Regions from separate parts of the Gossypium hirsutum genome. Here region 2 is linked to region 1. A link is a contact called in public Hi-C data. All regions are on one chromosome and are shown on one strand. Each heading gives the region's core, a stretch centred on a gene start, on an enhancer-like site or on the middle of the called end of the contact. The rest is flanking DNA. Distances are from core to core; before and after follow the strand shown. Region 1 holds the start of LOC107914549. Region 2 holds the start of LOC107915881 (probable LIM domain-containing serine/threonine-protein kinase DDB_G0286997).

Region 1 (3,882 bases), core at 409-2,908:
AGAAAACGTCAAAAAAAAATTATTTCTCACATGACCACTGTAGCGAAATCGCGTCCACGAGGCCACTATTTCACAATTTCTTCTTAAATAACATCCTAGTAGAAGCGATTTCCCACTATTTAACCAGAAACGTCAACTCGAAAAAAAAAATTCCTGGACCCCTAACTCCTAAAAAGCCTGCACCCTAAACCCTAAAAGCCATAAAACCCAGGCGTAAAAATCAGGGTCAAAATCGCATTCCCGATACCGCGCTAAGTGACAGAAGGTCGCGTCCACGTCAGCACGACCTGCTGACGTGGACGCGACCTTCTGCCTCGTCCCCTGACATCGCTCCGACGTGGCGCGATTTTGGGGGAAATGGCCCAGTCTGGTAAATAATTAAAAAACCGGCCTATTTCGGTAATTTTATAAAAAAAATTGGCTTTTTTGGTAAATCCCTCCAAAAGAAATTTATGAAAGAGAAAGCTCTAACTTTTCGTCTTTCTTTTTGAATTTTGACTAATTAAAATATAAATTAAAAAGATTAATTGCACCAAATGTCCTTATACTATGACCTTTATTTTAAATTAGTCTTAAACTTTAAATAATTCTCATTACATCCTTAAATTACATATGTTGTATTAATTTAGTCCTTTTGTTACTAAAATAGTTAATTTAATGTTAAATGATACCTCAAATCTTATACGGTATAAGCAAAAATGAAAATTTTAAGAAAAAAATCATATTATTAAAATGGATGTTGAAAATTTCTTAATTTTTTTAATGTTTTCGAAGCTTTTTACGTATGTTTAATCATCCAATCTCTTCTTTTTTAGTTTTACTTTATTTTTAGTTTTTACTTTTAAAAGTAATATTGCAACATCTTATTTTTAAAAAAGTTTTCATTTTATTTTTCAAAAAAAAGTTTTCATTTCAAATTTAGCTACATATGATTTGACGTGTCATTTAATGTTTATCATAATGAAAAGACCTGATTGATATAACTTTTAAGTTTGAGATGCAATTAGATTGCTTTGAAGTTTGAGATGTAATTAGAATGTTTTGAAGTTTGTGAACCAATTTAAAATGATAGTCATAGTTTAGGGGTGGTTAGTGCAACTAACTCATAAAAGATTATAAGGGAGAGATTGAAAAATGTTAAAGATCCAACCGTTAAATTTATCGATATAATTGTACTTGCAATAATTTGAACCTATCTGATATCTCTATCATATCGATATTAAAAAGTATATATATTAATATTTATTGAATGGTTAAAAGTTTTTTTAATATAAAAATATAATTAAAAGATTTTAATTTCTATCAAATATGACGTGCATAATCTATATGATTGAAATATAAGGATAAAACCATTAAAATATTAATCATACAAAGGAAAACCAACCAAGAATTTCTTTGTAATTTTTTGACTAATAAATTTTGAAAATTTACTTGACACATTATTAGTGAAGTTTTTAGTATAAATAAGGTTGACAAGTACCCTATTAAAATATAATAAAATATTAAAAAATAAATATTTTAAAAAATACTTATTAATTTTTTAAAATTGCTTACGAAATAGACTTAGACTTTTAATTTTTATTACTGGAAAAGGAATTCTTGCTTTTCCTTTTTCTGGTTTTTAATCCATTCAACAATTTGTTGTCCTTTTTTCATTTTAATAGCTATTTTATTTTATTTTTTAAATCCGGAAAGAACACAGATTACAAGTCCCAACTAATATTGGGGCCCAGGTAGGGCCTTTTTATTGAACGACGTGGCGAAATCTAGTGCATTTGGATCCAGGGTTTGAAGTCACAGAGTACAGGTGGCGATAGGACAGAAGAGCAGAAGAGAAAGCAAAGCGAAAGGAAGATGATCAAGTCTACTCCTTTTTTAATACCCCTCTCAACCGAACCCTCCTTTCTCCTTTCTTTCTTGTTGTACGACTCCATGGCTGTACCTGTAATGCGCTGTATGAGCAAGCTTAACATCAAGGCCCCACCTCCATCACCCATCCCAACCGCCACCGGCTCACGATCCGCTGCCAACGAGATCTTAACCGACTTTCTCGAGAAGTCGTTACAGATCCCCGACCTAACGCTACCCGAGTGCCAGACACTCCGCCACCACGGCCTACCCGATAAGGTCGATTTCCAATCCCTTGGTTTAAGGGAGGTGGGGTCGGTGGAGCGGTTTATACGATCGGCACGGAAGTATGGAGTGGTGGCGATAGGGCGGCATGGGATCGATGCGGGGGAGGAGGTGAGGGCGACGGTGAAAGAGGCGGCGAGAGTGTTCGGGGTGTTGGAAGAGAGAGATACGGGATACAGGAGGAATTCGGTGGGAAAGAGGGAGGAGATTGTGTGGGTTGATTGCAAAGACGAGAGGATGGAGTGGGCTCGCCAATATATCGGCGTTCACTTGTATCACAGCTTCAGGTATTCTAACCGTCCCTCCCGCCACCTTTCACAGAAATATGAGTAAATTTCCTTAAATTCCTTGGGCTTTTTGGGCCCTATTCACTACCTAATTTTGATTTTTGCGTACCTAGTTTTATACTCTTTTAGCTTGGGCCAGAGGTTAAAATTGAAATTAACGTAAAATAATAATTTTGTTAACCCTCCAGTTTAACAATATACTTGATCACTTGCGTATATATAATTGAGATATATTTCAAAATTATAGCTTAATGTGTAACGTGCATGCACGTTTATACATGATTAGTATGCATATTAAACACTTAAGTGAATTAAAATACAATTATGACTAAATGTTTTTATTTTGTAAATTAAACTTTTATTTTAAAACAAGATGAAGCATTACTATAAAAAATTTAGCCTTCGAAAACATTGATACATTTAAAAAAAAAAAGCCAAAAAATCTATAAGTGTTTATGTTAGGTAAATATAAATAGTTGTGTCCGTTATATACATACAAAATAATGATATGTAGATGTAGTAGGTAAATGAAATTTGAATTGCATGTATAAAATCCAAGTTTTGGTGTAAATTTTAGATTTATCTGTATCTAATTTAAACTAATTTGATATGCTTATTATCTATATATATTGATTAAGTGTTTTTTTTCTTTGGTTTATAAAACATCAAAATAAGCCAAATAATAGGGGAAAATGTCACAATTATGAGAGTTGATCTTCTATGGAATAATTCATTAATTTTATATAAAAAAATTTACATGCAGTACAGAAAAACCTAAGGGATAGGGAGGGAGTTTCATGAGGAAAGAACCCTAGATAGCCTGCTACCACTTGAATCCACACATACAAGTTGTCACTAGACCAGTAGCTTGTTGGCCATCATGAAAATTGATCTTCCATGGAATAATTCATTTACTTTATATAAATTTTACTTCGAAACCTTACATGCATGATAACATGACTAAATTATTTGATTTAGAAGTGGAATTGTTAAATATTGATAGAGATAAAAATGTGTGAAAATAGATATACATTATAGCAATGTGAGTTGATACAGTATTACTGTATGTATGTAAATATGGTGAAAAGTGGGTTGTTTGGTTTGAAATAGTGAAAAAGTAGAGAAAGTAGCAAGTAAACTGGAGGAAGTAGCGGAAGAATTGGGGAAGATATTGGTAGAAAATGCAAGGCAGGTAGGCAGGAAGGGATTTCGAAGAGGAGAGTCGGTTGTGAGCATATACAAGTACAATAATAATAGTAATGAGGATAAGTTGGCTGACCAAGATCCAAACGTAAACGAAGAAGAAAACGGCCATTGTTGTGATTGTACATTAAGCCTCCACCTTCCAACCAAGCACTGCCAATTTTCTCTCAAAACTGGGCCTCGACTTTTAACTTTTGATGTTGCTCCTGACACCCTTATTCTCACCTTTGGACATCAACTCGAGGCAAGTCTCTTCTCT
Region 2 (3,882 bases), core at 665-3,164, 210 kb after region 1:
ATATATGAAAAGTTGTTTAAAAAATTGAACATATATATTTCTATCTCACTTTGAGTTGAAATATCATATACTTAGCTAAATGTCATCTTAATTATAATATGTTTAATTAGAAAATGTTTTAAAATTTAATGTTGATTCATTAGAACAATATAAATCAAGACTCAAAACTCCTATTAATAGAAAAATGAAACCACTACAAAATGCAAAATAAATTTTGTAACTGAGTACAAAGGTTTCTCCCCCCTCCACACATGGATAGAAGTAGATAAACATGAATTAATTCGGACTCTCACATGATGAAAAAAAATTAAAGGTCTCAAGAAGAAAAAGATCCTATTTAACTATTGTACATTGCTAGCATTAATAGAAAATGAAATAATCTTGAGTCTCGAATAACTGATCATATTGCCAAAGCCGTTAAAGTGAAAATAAATCTTATAAGATGGAGATTTTGATGATTTTGAGATCACATATTTAAATCTCACCATGTGTGTGGATTTAATCTAAAATTAGGGCAAAATACCAAAAAAAGCTCTATTTTTTTAAAATTTACCGAAATGGGCCCGATATTTTATTATTTACCGGAATGGGCCATTTTTCCCAAAATCGTGTCCACGTCAACACGATGTCAGGGAACGTGTCAGCAAATCGCGTCCATGTCAGCGGCTTTGCTTACGTGGACACAAATCGCGCCTACGAGGACGCGATTTTCTGACACATCAGCAAAACGCGCTGACGTCCACGCGATTTGCTGACACGTCCCCTGACATCGTGCTGACGTGGACGCGATTTGGGAAAAATGGCCCATTCCGGTAAATAATAAAATACCGGGCCTATTTCGATAAATTTTTAAAAAAATAGGGCTTTTATGTGTAATTTACCCTTTTTTTTGGTATTTTGCCCCTAATAATATATATTAATGTAATATTGAAGAGTTAATTGATTAAAAAAATAAATGCAACAAGTACAAAAAAGATTCAAAATTATTACCAACAAAATTTGAACCAAGGTACTAAGGGAAAAGAGCAAGCATCTTAACCAACTAAGCTAAACTAATTAATTAACATATTATAAAAATACTGTTATTATCTTAATTATATTACTTACGTTCTAATGATTTATCGGACCTATTCCATATACGTGTCAAATCAAAAAAAATAATACAACAATTCTGTAAAAAAAATCCGGTGTTTACTTCAAATAAATAAAGAAAATAATGATTTGAATGTTTCAAAATTCAATTTTAAACCGAAAAATCAAAATTTAGAGGCAAAAAAGGATCATTTTCAATGAAAACTGCGGCAAACTGCCTTCGTCCATTTTTCAGCGCGTAGATCTCGAAAATTTATTCGAAATAAAAAAAATCGTCTCAATCGGACAACCGAGCCAAAAGTTATGGCCTTTCAAAGTTTTCCAAGCTAAAAAACATAAATTGTTCATGAATTATTGCTTCCATGTCAGCAAATCGCGCTTACGTAGATGCGATTTGTTGCCACGTAAGTAATCGCACTGACGTGGACGCGATTTGCTGACACATTTCCTGATATCGCGCTGACGTGGACGCGATTTCGAGAAAAATAACCCATTCTAGTAAATAATAAAATACCGGGCCCATATCGGTAAATTTTAAAAAAAAGGACTTTTATGTGTAATTTATCCCTAAAATTATTGCGGTGGATTGAATTTAATTTATTTATTAAAACAATTAATTAATATTTATAATAATTTATTGTAATAGTAAAATTGAAGTGTGAGTAAAAAAGCTTTGGTGATGGATACCGCAATATTGCTTTTTTTCTTTTTCTTTTGGATAAGTCATGTAAAGTAATATTCTGACATGTCTTTACTTCTGATTTCACTTCACTTCTGCTGGTCCTGCTTCTCTAATACTATATAACCCCAAAAGTAGAGAGATCTTCAAGCCTAAAGCCTTCCTCTCTGGCTCTGGGATTATTTTCCTTCATATAATCCCCTAAACCAATTGATCACTGAAACCCCAAAAACACCACCACCACCACCACAAATTTCATCCCAAGATGTTTACCACAAGTCCTGATCATCTTCCCCATAATAAGAGTCTCGAAATTAAGCAAGATGACAAGTTCTTTTCCAGGCTTTTATCTAAGGAAAACTCTGTCGCCAATCCTTCTTTCAGGGTCTACTATGGCGGACTGCCCGGTGCTGTCCCTTTCATGTGGGAGTCTCAGCCTGGGACACCCAAATACACATTCTCTGATACATCCATTCCTCCTCTCACTCCTCCTCCATCATACTACTCCAACTCCAACTCCAAACCCATCAAGAATAAGCACTCAAGATCTGGTCTTTTCCAGGCATTGTTCCCAAAGATGATCAGTTTGAAGAAAACCAGCAGTCTAGTGCCTACATCACCTCCTCCTCCTCCTTCTTCTTCACCAATATTTCTTGCAATAAGGCCCGAAAAATACCAGAAGAGGAGTCGATTTTTTACCCCAGATGATGAAGCTGATACTGCAGCCATTAGGTCACCAACTTCCACTCTGTGTTTCGATATTGGTAGGGGGAAGTATCGGTAAGCTTCGTGGATGATACGACTGCTGAACATATATCCTCAGCTGTTTAACATGGATCTGAGTAAACATACAGATTTGGTGGATGAGAATCTCTCTCACGTTTGTGTTCATTTACTTTGTAATTGCAACCATCTAGGAATGTATTTTAGTTGGTCTATGGTTAGTTAAAGCTGTGAAAACACCCAAAACTACAGAATTTATGGTACTAAATCATTTACTATTGCCGGAAAAAAAATATTTGTAATTTTCTCAGTTGTATCTTACTGTTAATAAAATCTGTTTTCGTTAATGATAGATATATAGTAGTTGTAAAAATTTTGCATTTAAAGAGTAACAAAGCCCAATGAACTTATTAATCATATGTTTTATATGAGAGAGGTACATTTACCTTCCTTCATAGTCACCATTATTATGTTACAAACATGGGGTTTAATGCACCCACCCCCACATAATGCTTAACTCTTACATTCCATTCAACATTCAACAATACATGCGCATCATTTTCCCAACTTCAGAAAAAGAAAAAAACAAGTAACTGTTGAGAGTGCTTAAAGTTCATTAAGGAAATATTTTAAAATTTGGTTTTAGTGAGCAAGGATCTTAGTAGATGACAACACTACAACTCGGTCAAGTTTAGAAATTGAAATATCTAGTTAATCCTAAACTAAATAAGGAGGGAAAATGTTATATAACAGACAGCCCCTGAAACTCAAAAGAATTCATAGACAAATTTCAGCCACAAATTTTAGGAACTGTTAGGGAAGTGTTTCCTTTGCATGGTGCTGATTAATAATTTTGTGCACCAGCTGAGGTTTTCTTTGGGAATATGATCATATAGTGTACCCTACATTGATATAAACTACTTAATGCTCATGTTGTATGAATTTAATGAACAAAAGAATCAGAGTGTTTGAAAGGACACTAAGATTTTGTTGCATAATTTACTTGGTGGTTGATGGTCTCATAATTTAATACATTTATGTAGCATAGATAAAGGTTCCTATCTTCATATTTAATTTGGGGTGTGATTTTTGGAATCTTTCTGCACTTCCTTTCTCCTTCCACAGTACACAAATCTTGTCCCATTTGAATGAGGGGAAACCTCCTGTGCCTTTCTAATTAATAGACTATACGGAATGCAAAACTGGGATTTTGGTCCTTAATTTGATTGAAAAAAGAATGAATCGCTCCATTATTTTACTTTGTGGAAAGACTGTAACAACTTGACAAATACAAAAGCAATCAAATCAAGGAAGATGAAAATATTATTGAAAATTGTACGGCAAAGACATCCCAGTCCCAGTCCTATCCTTTTTACCCCCAGGGTCAA

Evidence for each region. Hi-C and Micro-C count contacts between places; a contact is called where the count stands out from the background.
Region 2: a Hi-C map of leaf shows a contact between it and region 1, with 2.0 times the contacts expected there. The contact joins the promoter of LOC107915881 here to the promoter of LOC107914549 in region 1.

Annotation. Positions count from the first base shown.
Region 1 is chrD10:19,614,418-19,618,299 of Gossypium_hirsutum_v2.1, forward strand. LOC107914549 reads left to right here and starts at 1,659. Exons shown (of 2, transcript XM_016843491.2): 1 at 1,659-2,420. The coding sequence starts at 1,855.
Region 2 is chrD10:19,826,249-19,830,130 of Gossypium_hirsutum_v2.1, forward strand. LOC107915881 (probable LIM domain-containing serine/threonine-protein kinase DDB_G0286997) reads left to right here and starts at 1,915. Exons shown (of 1, transcript XM_016845075.2): 1 at 1,915-2,841. The coding sequence starts at 2,037. The coding sequence ends at 2,555.